3 separate regions of the Mus musculus genome follow, and all the other regions are linked to region 3. The links are chromatin contacts, called in public HiChIP or PLAC-seq and Micro-C maps. All regions are on one chromosome and are shown on one strand. Each heading gives the region's core, a stretch centred on a gene start, on an enhancer-like site or on the middle of the called end of the contact. The rest is flanking DNA. Distances are from core to core; before and after follow the strand shown. Region 1 overlaps G630018N14Rik (a long non-coding RNA gene). Region 2 has its middle 76 kb from the start of 4930401O12Rik. Region 3 has its middle 33 kb from the start of 4930401O12Rik.

Region 1 (3,451 bases), core at 931-3,430, 130 kb after region 3:
CTGATCCACTAAAAAGAGCTCCAACTCCCCAAAGGCTTAGCTCAACTAACCCCCAGGGTCTGCTACTATACTCAGTCCAATTCTGGCTGGGGGCGGAGGGTATCTGTGCCTCATCTCTGTCAAACCTGGATGGAAATTCCTGAGGTGTTCAGTGGGGGTGTGGGAGGGTCTTCAGGCATTTCCCATCCTGACTTATGAGGCTCCATATCACAGAACGGAACTTGTTGTCCATATCAGTGCAGCCCCATCTCCCCAACACACACACACATACACACACATACACACACACCACAACTTTCCTTGCTGAAGCCACCAATGGTGTGCTCACACTAGACAGGAGGAAATACTTAAATAAAGCTAGGCCATAACTATCCAATTAGGAGGTTGATTGTAAGAGGAGATTTCTGTTTTCTTGGGCCTCCTTAACCTAAAGAAACAACCACTCCATGGCACAGCATCCTCATGCAAAACCAAAGCTGGTCCACAGTCAGAGGTCTATGAATGAAAAGACCTTGGAAGGAGGGCTGGTAGGATGGCTCAGTGGGTACAGATGCTTGTCTCCAAGTTTGAGAAGCTGAATTCAATCCCTTGAGTCCCCGTGGAGGAAGGACAGAATTTGCTCCAGCAAACTGGCTTTTGTCCTCCATGCTATGGGTGTGTGTATGTCTGGTGAGGACCGTACCACCCCCATCCCCCACCCTCCACCCTACAGTTTATTTCTGGAGTTTTTCATTTAGTATTTTCATACTGCTAGCTTCTCACTTGACATCTTCCTGAGACAGAGACATGTGGCTCCTCCATCTAGGGTAAGGTTCCTGGTACCGTCTCTGCTCCTTTATCCAATACCATGCCCCACTCAGGCTCCTCTACATCCTTTCAAAAGTCAATCTGAAGCCCCCACTGTGTCACTTCTTATATGTCTTCCTTTACCTCCAAGCCTATGCCCATGCTCAGGTGGGCTCACTCCACCTATGCCGTGCCCAACTTAGCTGTTATCCACTAACAAGCAATGCCTATGAACTTGTCCCTTTTCACATAAACGTCTCAGCACATCCCTCTGGGCATAGGTATGAATACTCCACATGACTGTTGTGGTCGTAAGTCAAGAACCATGCCCCATAGAGCCATTGTCTCAAGAACCCACCATTTTCCCCTAAAAAGATCATATTGTATATGAGTTTAGGTGTTCTTAGGCAACATGTTAATTTCTCTCACTTTGGCAACATTTTTTTTTCTGTTGGCATGTAATAGTGAAAACTATAAAAATTATTTTTTCAAAAAGGTACCTGCCCCAACGGCCCACCCTTTATCCTCCCTTGTCTTTTGGCAACGATGTTGCCTGGTACCCTTGCCATCTGCTACATTGAACTGGTCTTAAGTTGCTGGTACAGTGGCAGTGGCTGACCAGGTATGTTAGTCGGTGCTCAGTTCTCATTCTCTAGGTTCTCCCACTGGTGTTTGATGAGGCTGGTTACCTGCTTCTTAGAATTCCTGATCTTGTGTTACATACACATAAATGAGCCTGTATATGTGCTCACAGAAACATAACATGACACCCTTGTTACATACCTGTTTACAGTAAGATCTCTTTCTGCAAATAGAGCCACACATGAACTGAGTCTGGGGTGATTGAAGTCATTTAAATTCACCTCATGGACTCCGGGAACCCCAGACTTCTAGACTAAATAAAATCACAGCACAGGATCTTTAAGGGACACACCCCTCTTCTGAGATTTTGATAATGTCGGGTATGGTCCTCACGATCTAGTTAACCACAGCCTCCTACCTGACTGCATGACTGTAGTCAATACTGGACCGTGGCTCAAGAGAACATGCTCCATTCTAGGAACCTGAAGCTTGGAATTTCTTGGTCACTACAAACAAATATTCACTTTTTCAGTCCTGTCAAGGGGCCAGCTAGCTAACACTTATGAAAGATCTTCAGTGTATGTGACCTCAAGATAAAGAACATGAACGTTGGTTAATTTACTTAAATATACCCTTTGATTCACAAAGAAATAATAAGAATATCTTTTTTAGCCATTTCCTAAGACTGATATCTGACCAACTGGCTTCCTGGTGCACACACATCAATAGGCACAAGATGAGATGTCTATGAAGAACCCTGGACAGAAGGAGTGTCCTCAGCTCTGCAATTCAGGATGACTCAACAGAATAGATAGCAAACATACAGAGGGTGTAGAAATGAGACGCTTTGCTGAGAATGCATAGATTGGGGCAAGTCACTACATAAGCAAGGAGCTGTGAGTAAATATGACTCGCATGCTGACCTCTGACCTCTGGCTGCTATTAGAGTGGGCCATAAGAGCTGAACATCCAAGAACTGCATTTAGGTCTCCCCTCTCCTCTTTGCTCCTTCCTTCCTTCCTTCCTTCCTTCCTTCCTTCCTTCCTTCCCTCCCCCTCCCTCTCCCCATCCCTCTCCCCGCACCAGGTGTGTGTGTGTGTTGAAGCAAGTTCACCTCTATATTTTGTGATTTCTGTGCCTTTTTGTTTTCTCTGTTCTTCTGCCTCAATGGATGTAGAATGAAACCCTTACCAGAGACCAAGCAGACGCTAGCACATTTTGGCTGTTCTTGGACCTTCCAACTTCCAGAACCTAAAGCCAAAACCAACTCATTTTTCTTGAGAATTACTCAGTCTCTCAGGTGCTCCATTATAGGAACCAAAGGACTAAGAATACGGTCTACAAAGGAATGCCACAAAATGGACCGCGGCCAGTGTGAAGCCAGAGATGAGGGACTTGGATTTGGGGTGGAGGGAATCAGCTACTTCCAGCATGTCTCCTTCCTCCTGCTCTTGTCCCAGCCCCTGGACCACAGCTTCCCTGAGTATCTCTAGGAACACTTCCTTTTACTGTGGGCTGGTGGAGTTTAACCCTGAAAACCAAACAAACTCTGTCCAAGACAAGCATTGAATTTGTCTTGGCAGGTACCCTATAGATGAGGCGTGTGAATGTTGGTTAATTTGTTTAAATCCACCCTTCTGTTCCCAAAGCCTGTGAGTCCCCTCTTTAGCACTTTCCCAAGGCAGCTGTGCAACTGAGTGCCTTCCTGGTGCACTCCTGTCAACACTAGGAAGAAAAGGTGTGTGCCCAGAGCATGGAGAAAGATGATGTGAGCCTTCAGGACCATTCAGCTCCCAGACTCATGATGATATAAAATGGCAAAGGTGATGTAAACATGGTGTGGCTATCAAATTCCTTCTCTGCCAAAGGCAGCATCTGGTCAGATAACCACTGGGAGTTAGGATTCATCAGCTCTCTCCTTTTTCCATCATCTCTGATTCAGGTAAAGGTAATCTATTTGTCAATTTGTGAAACACTTTAAAGATATACTTGTGAGCTTGGGTGGATTCTCCACAGATGAAAAGATTCTGTTTTCTCTTGTTCTTCTATAGTTGAGAAGGCTGGAGTTTGGATTTGTGGAGAA
Region 2 (3,057 bases), core at 17-2,516, 110 kb after region 3:
ATAGTCCATCCTTTCATCTTAGCTCCAAACTTTGTCTCTGTAACTTCTTTCATGGGTATTTTGTTCCCTATTCTAAGGAGGAATGAAGTATCCACCTGTTGGTCTTTCCTCTTCTTGATTTTCTTGTGTTTTGCAAATTGTATCTTGGGTAGTCTAAATTTCTGGGCCAATATCCACTTATCAGTGAGTACATATCTAATGACTTCTTTTGTGATTGGGTTACCTCACTAAGGATGATATCCTCCAGATACATACATTTGTCCAAGATTTCAGAAATTCATTGTTTTTAATAGCTGAGTAGTACTCCATTGTGTAAATGTACCACATTTTCTGTATCCATTCCTCTGTTGAGGGACATCTGGGTTCTTTCTAGCTTCTGGTTATTATAAATAAGGCTGTGCAGACTGCAGAGGCAATGGCTCTATCTGTTTTAATGTTCTTCATGTAAGCATTATATGCAGCCAGGATTGAGTAAAAATCACCAATAAAGGAGGTTGTCTTTCTAGTTCTTCATTCCCTTCTGGAGGGACCAAGGGCACTCCTGAGACTCAGGAAGCTCATGAAAATTACAGGACTCATCAGACCATGTTCCCAGGTTACATGATTAGTGAGTACTTTCTAGGAGAAGGAGGTCTCTTCGATGTAACTGCCTACAAGTTGTACAAGGAGCTCCAGAGTTTCACAAGTAACCACTCGTGCTGGGGAGACCTTTTGGTGATAAAGCTGCTCAAGGTTCTCCTGTGCTTTACCCATGCTCTTACAAGTGACCCTGATATCCATTGGTTTGCCATGCTAGTCCTGAGTGACAGAGAGAACTAAGATGCCAGAGCCAAAATATGGAGAGACTATGGAAGATTCTTCATAGGAACAAGACAGATGAGGTGTGTTGGCTCTTAGAGGCATCATAGAGGAGGGATTCTAGGAGTAGAACCTAAGAGAAGGATCCAGAAAGGCACAGGGAAGCATCTCTTTGGGCTAAACAGGCAAGGTGGACACGGGCGGGCAGAGGAAGGAACAAGCATGCAGGGAACTGTAAAGAAGCCAAGCTGGAACTCTATAACTGCATAAATTTAGAGGACGGGAAGGAGAAAATGAAATGTGTGCAAGGCTTGGCCTGCAGGAATGCTGTTCCAAGGGGAGGATGCCTCCGTTGTTTGCATTTTCAGGGTTTTTGCATTCCGTGGGCTCTCCGGGGCTCACACTGACCATAGTTACACACAGAGCCTCACATGACCACAGCTGTGCTAAACGGCTTAGGTACGTGGTAGGCTAAGCCTCCTGGGTGTGTGCTTGTGTTCCTCGTGATGCTCAGAGCTAATGATTGCTTTCCTAGACCGTGTCTCTTGATAAGTGACTCCTTGACTGATAACTGAGCTCTATGGACTTTACTCTCTCTGCAGAATGTCTGCTCTTAGTATCTCTTGACCGTTCCTAGCTGTTGTGGAAGAGGTCCCTGACATCCTCCCTCTTCTTACCCACATCTGGCTCAGGCTTAAGAAAGGGTGGCTTAAACAACAAGCATGTCTTTCCTCAGTGCTGGAGGGTGGAAGTCAGAGGCTAAGACATGGAGTCTCTCTCCTTGCCTTGCAAGTGGCATCTCCCTGGTTCCCACCCGGCCTTATGTCAGTCCTGTGCCATATCCTAACATCATCTTCCAAGGATATCATTGATATTAGATGAACACATACCTAAGTGAACCCACTTTAGTGTAATAACCCCTTGAGGACAACAATATCTAACATAGTCACATTCTTAGGTACCGAAGGTAATGCATTCAACATGAATTTTTTGGTAGGGACACAATTCAGCCATAACAAGGCCTGGGTTATAAGAGTTTTGGAAAGCAACACTTCAGCAGAGTCCACTATGGGGGTGGGAGTGGGGGTGGGGGTGGGGGTGGGGAGGCAACACTGACAGGTGAGCCAGTAGTGTTTACACCAATAGTTCAGTAGCTACCAGGCCTCCTGAGTAGAAGGACCTGTGCACTCACTGGTCCTTTATGTCAGCCACACCCTCTTCTCCCATACACCCTTGGCCACTGAGCTTTGGATTTCAAGTCATAAACAGTTAACTCATCTTCAGTCTCCAGCCCCCCTTTCTACAAGGCTGGACATTGAAGCCCAATGGGCTTCACTGCCTGTCCTCCCTAAGGGTGAAGTTATTTCCAGAAACCCTCCAGCCTGCATCCTCCCTGTGCAGCTGATGAGATGGTGCAAGCGCTCAGTGGTGGTAAGTGCTACTGCTCAGGCTGAATCCGGCTTCTTTCTTCATGCTACTGTGAAATGTATCTTCTTGGGTTCTAAGATTTTTGAAGTCTATGACATAACATCAAGGTTTCCTCTAGACTTCTTTCACAGTGCCTTTGCTACTTCTGCTTTCTAACTTACTTTCATAGCTGCTGGAATTCTACTGAAGTTTTACAGGAAGATGGAGGTAAATAGAGCGAGCCCTTAGCATTGATGTAGCCTCTGTCTAGCCATGTATTGTCTATAAACACAACCATCAACATAGCAATAGCCACTGATGCAGTCACTACCATAGGTATGAATTCCCCACAGCCATAGACATGAACATAGTCACCACAGTAGCCATAAGCACAGAAGTAACCAGAAGATACACCATAGACATAGACATAAACACGGGTATAGACATAGATACAGCCATCATCATAGCCATTGCCATTGATATAAAAACACAGCTGTTGACAGACACAGATACCAATACAACATATTCAGCAGTGGTCCACTGTCTCCACAGAACCCATTTGTGATTCTGGTTCACAACTTGACTACAGCTGGAATGAATTACAATCCAGAAATGGAGGGCACACCTGTGATCCATGAAAAGTTTAGGCCCAGGCAAGGTGGTACAGGCCTTTAATCCCAGAAGATGGAGGCAAGCAGATCTCTGAGTTCAAAGCCAGGCTGGGACAGAACAACTTCCAAGTAAAGAACAGTTTAAGTCCAGGCATAGTGGTACACAATCTGGGCCATACCTTCTGCTGGGCAATAGAAAAAAGAAGGCTTCCTTCTTCTTTGCCTGCTTGCACTTACTTGC
Region 3 (3,131 bases), core at 113-2,612:
TGCCTTTCAAATAGATTGTCCCCTAACTTTAGGTTCATGGGAGTGTCTCCCTGATGGGCAGCGACTGGTGGGTAGGGAACACCTGCAGTTCCCTGTGCTACCCTAGGGGTGGGGTCCAGGCCTCTGGTCTATACAAACATATGATTGTATCTATGATCTTTCTGGATATTCTTACAGTTCTTTGAAAATCTCATGTATTTCTCCTACTGATTCTACTTTTTACATATTCTTGTGGAGTCTTCAAATGGGGTTCTTATGGCATGGAGAGCATCAGCGTGTTTGTTGGATCTATCCTTCATGAGCTGCTTGCCAGGCAGACAGGACCTTGAAGCAAGGAGTTCTCTGTGGCACAAAAGACTTTGCTGTTAGACCCAGAGTTAGGCAAGTAAGCTTGCTCCCTGGATTAGAAAATGCAGAACATTTAGCTTGCTCTGTGCGCAGCACTCATTACAAGAAACTCCCCAACTGGAGTTTTTGAAACTAGAAATTAGCATCACTAAGATGACACAAATGGAAAATTCCATACTTTACCTCAAGTGATAGATGACTGTCAGACACGGGCACATTGGAAATGTTATATAAATTACCTCGGGCTGTGACACATGAATGAATTTCATATTGAAAGATGGGTCCCAACTCTGATATCTAACAACACAAGCCCTAACTCTAAGAGTGCAGGGTGGTCCTATATGATGAGTCCCTGAGGCAACCTGCATATGATTGGTACTTGATGCTGTTTGTTAAGTGAATGCATGACAAAATAAGTACATCTTTATTAAACTCAGTATAAGGGACTCACAGTCAGACAGGGTAGACTATTAGCTGCTCTGTAGTTCTGAGTTTAGAAGAAGGAAGTTTGGATCTAGACTGGTTCAGCTACTTGTTTCTATTCCATGAGATGTTAAGGTGAGACACACTATTTTCTCTAGCTTGTTCACTGACCAACAATGCCCATTACTCCCTAGTGAATACACCAGTATACACTGTGCTGTGCAAAAGGACTGAACTTAGTGCTAGTTCTACTAGCACTAAGAGGTGGGGAAATTCCACTCAAAGATGCAGCCGCCTTCCTTCTCAGGAACGGTTCTTTCCATCCACCCGTGCCCAGTCTGGGCAAGAAATACCTGCTGGGCAGTGTTCCATGCATAGATATTCTTCACTCTCAGCCCTTTGGGAAAAGAAGCCCCATTTCTTTTTCTTTTTCTTTTTTTTTTTTGAAGCCCCATTTCTAAGGCAGCTTTCTGGGCTCCAGGGAGGCCGGCGGCTTCTGGTTTCTTGAGTGGATTTGAGAGCACAGCATCTGGCAGGCCACAAGAGGACAGCAGTGTCTTGAGCTCTGGCTGCTGCTCCCTCCTCTGGCTTCTCTCCAGGAACAGAGAGAGACCTGGGTGACTTAAGACTTGGTTTCATCACTTTACTCCAGCCTAGGAATGGGGAGAGATTTTTACTGATGAACGAGTTGGAAAAAAACCAGGCGGTTTCTGCATGCCAAGTTGTTATTTTCCCTTTCTTCCAGACTGCTCTGACGTAGTTATCTCTGATATCACAGAGCCTCACTGGGGACCTAAAGGGAAGAAGCAGGCTCTACTATCTCAGAGCCTGTCTTGCTGGAAATGGGGTGATTTTTAAGACTCTTACTTTTAATGTGTTTCAGACTGCAGAGTTGTCACCTCCATGTTATAAGCTACCCCAACCTCTTTAATTCACTAAGCTCATGAAACTTTGGTTTACCCCCTCCCCTTAGATATTTTATTTGTAAAACATTTCCTGAACGCCTGATTGGAATGTGTATCATAACCGGGGAACAGAAATATAAACAAGTATCCTCTGGGTTGAAACATAGGTGAGAAGGAAACATGTGAACCAATAAATAATAATTCAATTTTTTAGCATCTAATTTCATGTCACTCAGACAGGCAAGGACTAAGCTGGGGCTTCAAAGTAGAACCCAAGTGCGGGCCACTCTAGGACTCACTACAAGTTTTCCTTATGGAAAAAAAAAGTTGTAATAGGCTCTCACTTCATAGACCTGTTCTTCAGTAAGTATATTCAATAGCTCATGGAATGTTTGCATGAGTTGGGAACTGCGTAAACTCCTTTCTATGCGTGGGACCCTTCTGTCCACTCTGATTCAAATATTTACTCTAATTAGGAAAGATTAAATCTATTTTTTATTTTTATTTTTTTAGCTGATGAATGTACTGGAAAAACCCCAGGACAGTTTCTACATGTTTTCTTATTCTCCCAGCTTCTGTTATCGCTGTGTTCTCTGTTACTGCAGAGCTTTACTGAGAGTAGTGGCCTGGTTCCTGTTCCCCACCGAGGCTCCTCCTAGGACCAGAGGGACCATCTAGCTTCCTAAGTAAGAGCACATAGATACTTGGGAAACAGATACAGTTTGAGAAAACAAACTAAGTCACCTGAAACCTCACAACTAGGCTGTAGATCCCAAAGCCAGAATATTGGTCCTGATGCTCAATGCCATGACTTTCCCCCACCATCAGACTCTTGTATGGCTTCCTGCATTTCCATCTGGACAATCTTGGACCCACGGGTCCACTTCGTCTGTGCTTTTCCTAGGCCAGACTCTGGAAACTTTCAACAGTGAAACCTTAGGAAGCCACACAATCAGGAAGCCACATAGTAGCTTCAGGGATATGGGAGGATGGGAGCATTGTCAGCCTCTGGATCTACAGCTCTGAATGAATCAAAGCCCTTTCACCAGCTTATCAATGGCCGTGGCTCCTTTGGCTCCACAACAGCTCTTATCACACAGGCTACTCTAAACAAAGCCAGAGTCTGCATTGCTGGTTGCAATAGTATTGTGCCTAGTCATAGACCTGTCCAGTAGAATTCATTATAAGTAAAAGCATAAGTGTTCACTGAAGAGTAAAGCTGCTGACTGCCACTGCCTTCCTTACCACTATGTAGTGAACAATCCTGGTGCCCACCAGAGCTGGAGCTTTATAAACATAGATGCCCTTCATAGAGCCTTAATGCCCTTGATTGCATGGACCCACAGAAATGGGCCTCATTCCTTGACCCAAAGCAGCAGCTTTAGCATTCCTTTTCCTCCTCCTTCCCCCTTTTCCTTTTCCCTTTCTGCTCTCCCTCTACCATTTCTTTTTATT

The links. Hi-C and Micro-C count contacts between places; a contact is called where the count stands out from the background. HiChIP or PLAC-seq counts read pairs in DNA pulled down with a chosen protein or histone mark.
Region 1: a Micro-C map of the HL-1 cell line shows a contact between it and region 3, with 3 times the contacts expected there. The contact joins two enhancer-like sites. A contact is called at or near these places in 20 of 484 Hi-C or Micro-C datasets (the AML12 cell line, the G1E-ER4 cell line, the HL-1 cell line and 12 more) and 2 of 115 datasets of contacts at active chromatin or transcription factors (bone marrow-derived dendritic cells and pancreatic cancer cells).
Region 2: a contact with region 3 is called in an H3K27ac HiChIP or PLAC-seq map of extraembryonic endoderm stem cells, with 4 times the contacts expected there. The contact joins two enhancer-like sites. A contact is called at or near these places in 4 of 484 Hi-C or Micro-C datasets (the G1E-ER4 cell line, cerebral cortex, extraembryonic endoderm stem cells and 1 more) and 3 of 115 datasets of contacts at active chromatin or transcription factors (extraembryonic endoderm stem cells, neural progenitor cells and pancreatic cancer cells).

Annotation. Positions count from the first base shown.
Region 1 is chr13:31,332,916-31,336,366 of GRCm38.p6, forward strand. The region is part of intron 9 of G630018N14Rik (a long non-coding RNA gene); the gene reads right to left. Among named protein-coding and RNA genes, the nearest start is that of G630018N14Rik, 74 kb to the right of the region's middle. Within about 2 kb of position 2,181, at least 6 of the 459 cell types and tissues checked have an H3K27ac peak or open chromatin away from gene starts, as enhancers often do. A contact at or near this core is called in the HL-1 cell line, where this site is marked.
Region 2 is chr13:31,315,980-31,319,036 of GRCm38.p6, forward strand. No RefSeq gene overlaps it. Among named protein-coding and RNA genes, the nearest start is that of 4930401O12Rik, 76 kb to the left of the region's middle. Within about 2 kb of position 1,267, at least 5 of the 459 cell types and tissues checked have an H3K27ac peak or open chromatin away from gene starts, as enhancers often do. A contact at or near this core is called in extraembryonic endoderm stem cells, where this site is marked.
Region 3 is chr13:31,206,544-31,209,674 of GRCm38.p6, forward strand. No RefSeq gene overlaps it. Among named protein-coding and RNA genes, the nearest start is that of 4930401O12Rik, 33 kb to the right of the region's middle. Within about 2 kb of position 1,363, at least 23 of the 459 cell types and tissues checked have an H3K27ac peak or open chromatin away from gene starts, as enhancers often do. A contact at or near this core is called in the HL-1 cell line and extraembryonic endoderm stem cells, where this site is marked.